2 separate regions of the Mus musculus genome follow, and region 2 is linked to region 1. Evidence: chromatin contacts called from public HiChIP or PLAC-seq data. All regions are on one chromosome and are shown on one strand. Each heading gives the region's core, a stretch centred on a gene start, on an enhancer-like site or on the middle of the called end of the contact. The rest is flanking DNA. Distances are from core to core; before and after follow the strand shown.

Region 1 (3,889 bases), core at 725-3,224:
AAATTTGAGTGATTTTCCAATATATATATAATACTTACCTGTAAGAATTGACTGGTCGACTCTTAGAGTTGTAGACTTGATGGATGTCAATCTAATATCAGCAGGAACTTTGTCACCAACTAATTAAGAGATTAAAAGGGGGGAGGGGTCAGTTAAAGTGAGCAACTTTTATGGTTACCTAAAGATGAATGATTCCATATCAAACATGCTTTTTAAAACCAAATACCTTGCATACAACACAATGGGTAAATAGGTCTCTATTTCTGAGCAGAGTGAACAGATTAAGGGTAGAATATGGCCAATGTACACTGTTAGCATTCTGTCTAAGCTCCAGCACAGTTACCTGGCAACAGTCAGGCCTAACCCACTATAAAAGGGGCTGCTTGCACCCTCCCTCCTTGCTCTCTTGCTCCTTTCTCCCCATGGGATCATGGCCGGCCTCTACTTCTCTACTCTCTCTCTCTGCCTCTACTATTCTCTTGACTCCCCTCTCCCCATACTATATGGTTACGTGGCTGTCCCTCAGGGGGAAGGGATGTCTTAGCATGGGCCCACTGAGGCACCCCTCCCCCATACCTGACTACACCTTCATAGAACATATCCCCCCCTTCTTGATCTTTTTGTAAACACAACATACACTACAATGTAGTTTGTATTTAAAGCAAGCTAGATGGGGGCTGGGGGGGGGTCAGGTGGTAGACAGGGCATGGTCCCTAGAACTGAGTGGCTACCTATGGTACCCACATTGTAATTCCAACCAGAAGATCAAGACTGCAAGCTCTCCCTCAATGGTGCATTGAATCTGAGGCCGAACACATACACAGACACAGACACACACACAGAATATTTCTGAAATACACAGGAACATCCATCAGAAAAGCAACAGAGACAACAAACAAATAGTTCCATCAGTTATGTCACAAAACAAATACACAGCAGTAGAAATGCTATTTTACCTTCCAAGTGTCAAGAAATAAGAAAACAGACCTGAGTTGAAGCTATATGGTAATATGACTCTTACTTCACAACGTCTAAACTTCTGCCAGCTTCCATAGGGGTGAGAAAGAACAAACAAGGCTGGGGGGATGGGTTGTTAATTATAGCTTGCCATGCAAGCATAGAAATGAGAGTTCCATGGGTTCAGTTCTCAGAACCCATGGGGGGTGGGGGGACTTCACAAAGTCTCTTCCCACATCTCACATCTCACACACAATAACACAATAACACAAATCACACAATAACATAATAACACAAATCGTAAAAATTAAGTAAAAAGCTAGAGGTAGGAGGTAGGTCAGTGAGATTGTGCAGTGGGTAGTCACTTGAAGGCTGATCTGATCCCCACAATAGAGGGAGAGAGCAGACTGTCTCAGGTTGTCCCCAGACCTCCAAATAATGTAAAAAGCAAGACAAATGCAGAAATTAATGAAAATTCTCTCAGTGCTAAAGAAGAACCATGTATATAAAGAGCTCATCCAGTATTCCGTGTCACAGAGTATGACTAGCTAATTGATTATCATACTTTACCTGTGCTTCTAGACACGGAAATCAGGATACAAGGGAAATGAAACATGGACAGGACTTCTGTTGCTGTCTCAAAGCTGCAACATTCTTTTTTTTTTTTTAAAGATTTATTTATTAATATGAGTACACCATTGCACTCTTCAGACACACCAGAAGAGGGCGTCAGATTCCATTACAGATGGTTGTGAGCCACCATGTGGTTGCTGGGATTTGAACTCAGGACTTCTGGAAGAGCAGTCAGTACTCTTAACTGCTGAGCCATCTCTCCAGGCCAACATTATACTTTTATAAAGCTTAATTTTATGACTTTGCTCAAAATTTTTGTAAGCAGTGAAAGCTGTGACCACTTTACACACTGTGGTGAAAATTTCCTAAGGTACCTGTACATCACATGGGAAATCACAGGAGAGAACCACACACACAGAGCTGATAGTGCTGTAATGTTTAACAAATGAGCACCACTGGGTTTCCAGGCCACAGTGGAGAGAGACATTTCACCCTATAACCTTTAGTACCTTTTAAATTATCTAATAAATAAATCTCTTGCATAACCTGAAGATCTTTCAGTCAACAACCTGTTTCCTGGGTAGAGTTCCTGTAATAGCCCCACAGGGCTCCTAGCTGAGCACTTGGTAAGTATAAAGCAAAATGCTAAAATACACCGAGTAAGGGACAAAACCCAAGCTCTATGTACCCCTGAGAACAGCACCTCTGCAAGAGAACTAATGTGCCCATTTAGTGGAACTTTAAAGAAGATGGGAACTGGCTATGCTCAGAAGACAGCCTGCTTAGCAGTGCCTGGGACTGCCTCCAGCCTCAAAGTGCAAAACTTCCAAGCAAAGTGGTCTAGAAAATGCCAAAGCAGCCATCCTATCCTAGAAGTATGCCCTGCACTTGTTAACCCTTCTCCAAGGAGAATATAGCGAACTTTTAAAAAACTTTCCTGCTGTGGCGGCTCTCAACCTTCTCAATGCTTAATCCCTTTAGTCCAGTTCCTCATGCTGTGTGTGGCACCCCTCGACCATATTTTGTTGCTTCTTCATAACTGTAATTTTACTAGTTAGGAATTGTAACATAAATCTCTGATATGAGGCGAATCTGACATGCAACCCCTGCTGTTTTAGTGCATGAAACGACCCTACGCCTAGGAAAGCAAGGCAGCACACAAAGCTAGTAGGTAGGTCCAAGATCTCCAGGGGTTAAGATCATCCTTGCATTTGACTACAGGGACACACACAGGTGAAGGTAGAATTCCTGCTGGAAATGCTTATGCAACCAAGAGCAACATTCCAACTGAATAAAACAAACCTTCCACTTTAATGTACTTTGTTCACGGTATACCAAAGGGAGTACATCCAAATGATTATGACATTAAAACAAAACAACAACAACAAAAAGTTTAAGACCAGGCGTGACAGTTGCATGCTTTTAATACCAGTACTCTGCAGGCAAAAATGGATCTCTGAATTTCAGGCAAGTCAGGTCTAAGCTGTGAAACCCTGTCTCAACAAACCAATCACTAAATTACAAAAAACCTGTATGTGTGGGACATCCCAGTGTGAAGGTCAGAGGTTATCTATCTTTCAGAAGTCAGTTGTCTGTTATCATGTGGGTCCCACGGATTGACTCAGGTCATCAGAAGGCAGCAGACACCTTTACTGCTAATCCATCTTAGCGACTCTGGTTTTGTTTCTGATTAGAGCTTTTCATACAATATGTTTGATCATGTTTTCTCCTCCCAGACTCTCCCTAGCTCCCCACCCACCAACTTTATGCTCTTTCACAAAACAAAAATAAAAATAAATCACCCCCTCTCCGACAAAACAATCAAATCAAACAAAAAAACTAAGATAAAAGAAATACCCAAACAAGACAAAATAAAAATTAAAAACCTCACAAAAATACTAGTTAGTTTTGTGTTGGCCAACTTCTCCTGGGCATGTGGCTGTCCTGGAATGTATGGTTCTGTTTTTTAAACTAGGTATTCTTTAAGACAGTCTCTTACTAGTGTTGAACTTGTGGCAATCTTCTTGCTCAGCCACAGTACTTAGTGGTATGCCACTACCACTCTACTATACAAAGTAGTATACTGGTATGCTATACTACTACCATTGTTTCTGCACGTCACAAATTAATCTAATTCCCTGGGCCTTTTAACATTTAACATGAAATGAGTACAAGGTCAACTGGAAGTATTATAACTCTAAATGGAAAAATTTCAAATGTTCCTTTGATGTCCGAGGTGATTTATGTAATAATCCTATGGGAGCTACAGACAAGACTTTTTTTGTCCAATGAGGTACAGAGGTGCTAGCAATCTACAGCTGATGTCATTCATGACTCTGCACTATAACTGATGGGATAG
Region 2 (3,889 bases), core at 786-3,285, 170 kb after region 1:
TTTGGTGTGTGTGTGTGTGTGTGTGTGTAGCTTGCGTGACCACCTGTGCATATTTGTGCACAGTTTTAATGGAGTCAGTTCTCTCCAAGTATTCGGGTCCTGGGGACCGAACTCAGGTCATCAGGCTTGATGGCACCTTCGTCATCTCACTGGTCCCATTTATTGAAGGTTACTGTACTCCTCCGAGTTTTGAAAGAGTAGCGACAAAGGTCAGGGCAGAGTTAAGAGAAAGCGGTAAGAGTGTGCTGGCTAGGGGCTGGCGAGATGGCTCAGTGGTTAAGAGCGCCGTCTGCTTTTCCAAAGGTCCCGAGTTCAAATCCGAGCAACCACATGGTGGCTCACAACTATCCGTAACGAGATCTGATGCCCTCTTCTGGAGTATCTGAGGACAGCTATAGTGTACTTACATATAATAAATAAATAAATGTTCAAAAAAAAAAAGTGTGCTGGCTAGAGAGGGCTACAGAGGGAAGCCCTTACCCCTCCGGGGCCTCCCGAGTAAACAGAGAGGGTTGGGAGACGCATCTAGCATCACTGCCTTCTAGTCCCTTGAACTGGAGCCAACAGGGGCAGGGGCCTTGATGTAGATCATAAGGAGGAGAAAGTACAAATTAAGTTAGGCTGGAAACATGTAAGTCTGCCTGGCCCATAATGCAGCAGGCAAGACAGCAGTAGGTTGGGATGCTTGCGGGGAGATGGTTCTTTCTCCCTAGGGAGGGATAACGCCTGAGTGACTGTTGCTTCCTTTCTCTAACGTCTAACATCCCACTTGTGCCTGGAAGATTCCAGGTCTCAGAGAAGCAGCAGCCATAGCCACGTTAGGACAGAGCCTCAGACACCAGGCTCTGCAGGTGCCTCATTTGAGGACGATCGGGTCTTTATCACCCAGGACCACCGATCCACTGTGTAAACCGTGTGGGAAAGGCCTGCTTTATACATCCTGCTTTCCTACAGCCTGTCGGAGCAGGGTTTCAGCCCTGGTGTGGTCCCTCGCAACTATAGTCCCAGAATTTGTGAGCTGGAGGTGTGGGAAAGATGAAGGCTTAAGGGTCAGTCTCAGCCTCACAGTAAGTTACAGAGAAGTCTGAGTTACACGAGACCCTGTCTCAAAACAAAACAAATAGAGAATAAAACAACAAAACCGCACAGCAAAAAAAAAAAAAAAAAAAAAAAAAAAAAATCAACCAAACAAGATTTCCTCTCAACTCCACCTTCCTCAGAATTCTACAATGAGGCTACCTCTTCTACTATTTGGAGATAGCATTGGTCCTCTCTCATGAGGTGTCTCCATGGTCAGGAGGGATACTGGATGCAGCTTTGTTCTTGGTGGTCTAGGACTGACTGGACCATGAGATGACCTCCCGGGTCCCGAGCAGGATGAAGTGTAGATGGAGGAGAGAGTGAGACAAGCGTGGATATAATCTTCCCATCCCACAATGAATCTGATCTGGCAGCCATCTTTGGCAGACCAGAGTATCCCGTGGAGCAGCGGAGGACAAAGATGCCATTCAGTCATCGGGTGCACCTGTACATGTGGACTGAACAAAGGGTTGTCCGGAAAACAAAGGGATAATCTCTGTGGGGTGCGGTGGGGCTCACCTATAATCCCAGCACTCGGGAGGTGGAGGCAGGAGGATCAGAAGTTCATAGCTAGCCTTGAGTGAGTAACAAATCTAAGGTCAGCCTGGCTGCTTGAGAACAGGTCTCAAACAGGCAACAAAAGAAATGGATGGGTCTGAGTGGGGGTGGGGGGGCTTGAGGCAGTGGTCGCATCTAGGCCCTTGTCTGAGTCACACTGGGTCTTACAACATTTGAAGGACTGCCCTTTTCTCTCAAATGAAATGAGTTCCAAAAGAGCACAAGGAAAGGGGGTGGGGAGGGGGAATTTTAAAAATGCCCATCTTCTGAACACCATCTTTGTGCGGGCGTCTGGGGGAGGCTAGCGGGGCGGGGTCATCTGCCAGCCAGGCCTGTAGGACTTGGTTCTTGTTTATTCCACTCACATTCAGGGCAGTTGCCAGGACCCGCCCCCGCTGCAGTCACTGGAGGAACTGGAAGTTAACCGTTCCTGCTGAGAAATCGGTGTGTTTCCTTTGGCTGCTCCTAGGTGAGGGTTTGCTGTGGTCTAGCCTGGGAAGTAGGTCTAGCCCAAGTCCAGCCTGAACAGAGCGAGCCTGTCGCCATGCCGGCTTGCTGCAGCTGGAACGATGTCTTGCAGTATGAGACAAACAAAGTCACCCGGATCCAGAGCACGAATTATGGCACCGTCAAGTGGGTCTTGCACATGATCGTCTTTTCCTACATTAGGTAAGCGGGGCGTGGGATGGGCCGATCTCTGCAGCACTGTACAGCGTCGGCAGCCCCACGAGGCAGCTGCTGGTGCACTGGCTGGATTCTATGTGGGTCCTTAAATCTGAGACACACTCTCATAGCCCGCTGGGAGGAAACAGTAAGAGGAAGCTGTGCTTGGCTGTAGCTGGAGGAAGCCGCAGAGAGAGAGGGTGGCAGACTGTGTGCCTCCCTTTGGCCTTTTCAACTGCAGCCAAGGCCTGCCAAGATGAGCGAGCAGGGCAGGGCATGCCCGGGGAACCTGGGAGACACAGGCCAACACCCTGGGCTCCCACAGAGATAAGGGGATTTCCCTTGTGGGCTCTGAATTATCCTCCTGCTTAGGAGAGATAGAACCAGGTTTGCAAATGTCGTTTTTAGAGCATCTTGGAGGTCCTTTAAAAACCTCTTATGAAGGTACAAAATGTGTACCCCGGACTTTCACTGATTTACAGTGTTCATGTCCATGGCTTTCCATGTATTCGTCGAGCTGTGCAGCGGTCACCAAAATCAAGAACATTTTCAGCCCAGTGTGGTGGTGCATGCCTTTAGTCCCAGCACTGGGGAGGCAGAGTCCAGCCTGTCTGTCTACAAAGCAAGTTCGAGGACAGCCAGGACGACACAGAGAAACCCTTTTTTTGAAAAACAAAACCAACCAAACAAGAACATTGTTTATCAGCCTAAAAGGTTGTCCCTTAGATCAGGGACCCACCAATCCATTTTCTGTTCCTGTGGATTTACATATGTATGTATGTATGTATGTATGTATGTATGTGTGTATGTGTATGTGTATGTGTATGTGTATGTGTATGTGTATGTGTATATGTGTATGTATACACACACACATATATTTCATATAAATAGAATCACATGGCATGCGGTCCTTTGCGACTGACTCTTCCTCTTAGCATGTTTTCAGTGTTCAGGTATGTGTTAGAGCGAGTGTGTTGATGCTGTAGACTATTTATGACTGGATAACACTCCACTGTATGTAAGTACAATACTATATAAGTAGACAGCCCTCTAGAGACTTCTTACTCATTCACCAGATTTACTTGGGGTTGCTTCTCTCTTTGTTACCTGGACATATGTCCTAATCTCTCCTGGGTTTACCTGGGGCTGGGGTGGGAGAGGGGGACTTGTTAGGTCATGTGACAACTGCATGCACCCTGGTAGGCACTGCTAGACTGTCCTCTGTGGCAGCTTCACCTTTTCACCTTAGAGCATCCGTCTCCACTCTGTCCACATCCTCACCAACGGGCGATGCTGTGGCTTTCAGACTGGAACTAACCTAGTGGGTGTGAAGTGCTCTCTCATTGTGGCTTTGGCTCCCGTTTCCCTGATGATGATAAGGATGGTGCTTTTGACGACGTGTGTGGTGTTGCTGTAGTTTACAGAGAGTGAGAGTGGCCTCTGAGTGTGTGCCTGTTGGTGTGTAAGGGGGTCTGTGTGCATGTGGAGGCTAGGGGTGAGCTACCTGAAGCTTACAGCTGGACTGGCTTGGCCATCAAGCACCCAGAATCCTACAGTTTCTGCCTCCCCAGTGTTGGGCTTACAGGCA

The links. HiChIP or PLAC-seq counts read pairs in DNA pulled down with a chosen protein or histone mark.
Region 2: an H3K27ac HiChIP or PLAC-seq map of regulatory T cells shows a contact between it and region 1, with 6 times the contacts expected there. The contact joins the promoter of P2rx7 here to the enhancer-like site in region 1. A contact is called at or near these places in 20 of 39 promoter capture datasets (the 3T3-L1 cell line, 3T3-L1-derived adipocytes, the HPC-7 cell line and 13 more), 10 of 484 Hi-C or Micro-C datasets (the 3T3-L1 cell line, the C10 cell line, CD4 T cells and 7 more), 14 of 115 datasets of contacts at active chromatin or transcription factors (the NIH/3T3 cell line, T-cell acute lymphoblastic leukemia, a beta-TC-6 cell line and 8 more) and 5 of 9 other capture datasets (adipose tissue, embryonic stem cells, liver and 2 more).

The regions. Positions count from the first base shown.
Region 1 is chr5:122,473,172-122,477,060 of GRCm38.p6, forward strand. Atp2a2 (ATPase, Ca++ transporting, cardiac muscle, slow twitch 2) reads right to left here. Exons shown (of 20, transcript NM_001110140.3): 6 at 39-119. Among named protein-coding and RNA genes, the nearest start is that of Atp2a2, 27 kb to the right of the region's middle. Within about 2 kb of position 1,975, at least 11 of the 459 cell types and tissues checked have an H3K27ac peak or open chromatin away from gene starts, as enhancers often do. A contact at or near this core is called in hepatocytes and regulatory T cells, where this site is marked.
Region 2 is chr5:122,641,892-122,645,780 of GRCm38.p6, forward strand. P2rx7 (purinergic receptor P2X, ligand-gated ion channel, 7) reads left to right here and starts at 2,036. Exons shown (of 13, transcript NM_011027.4): 1 at 2,036-2,307. The coding sequence starts at 2,183.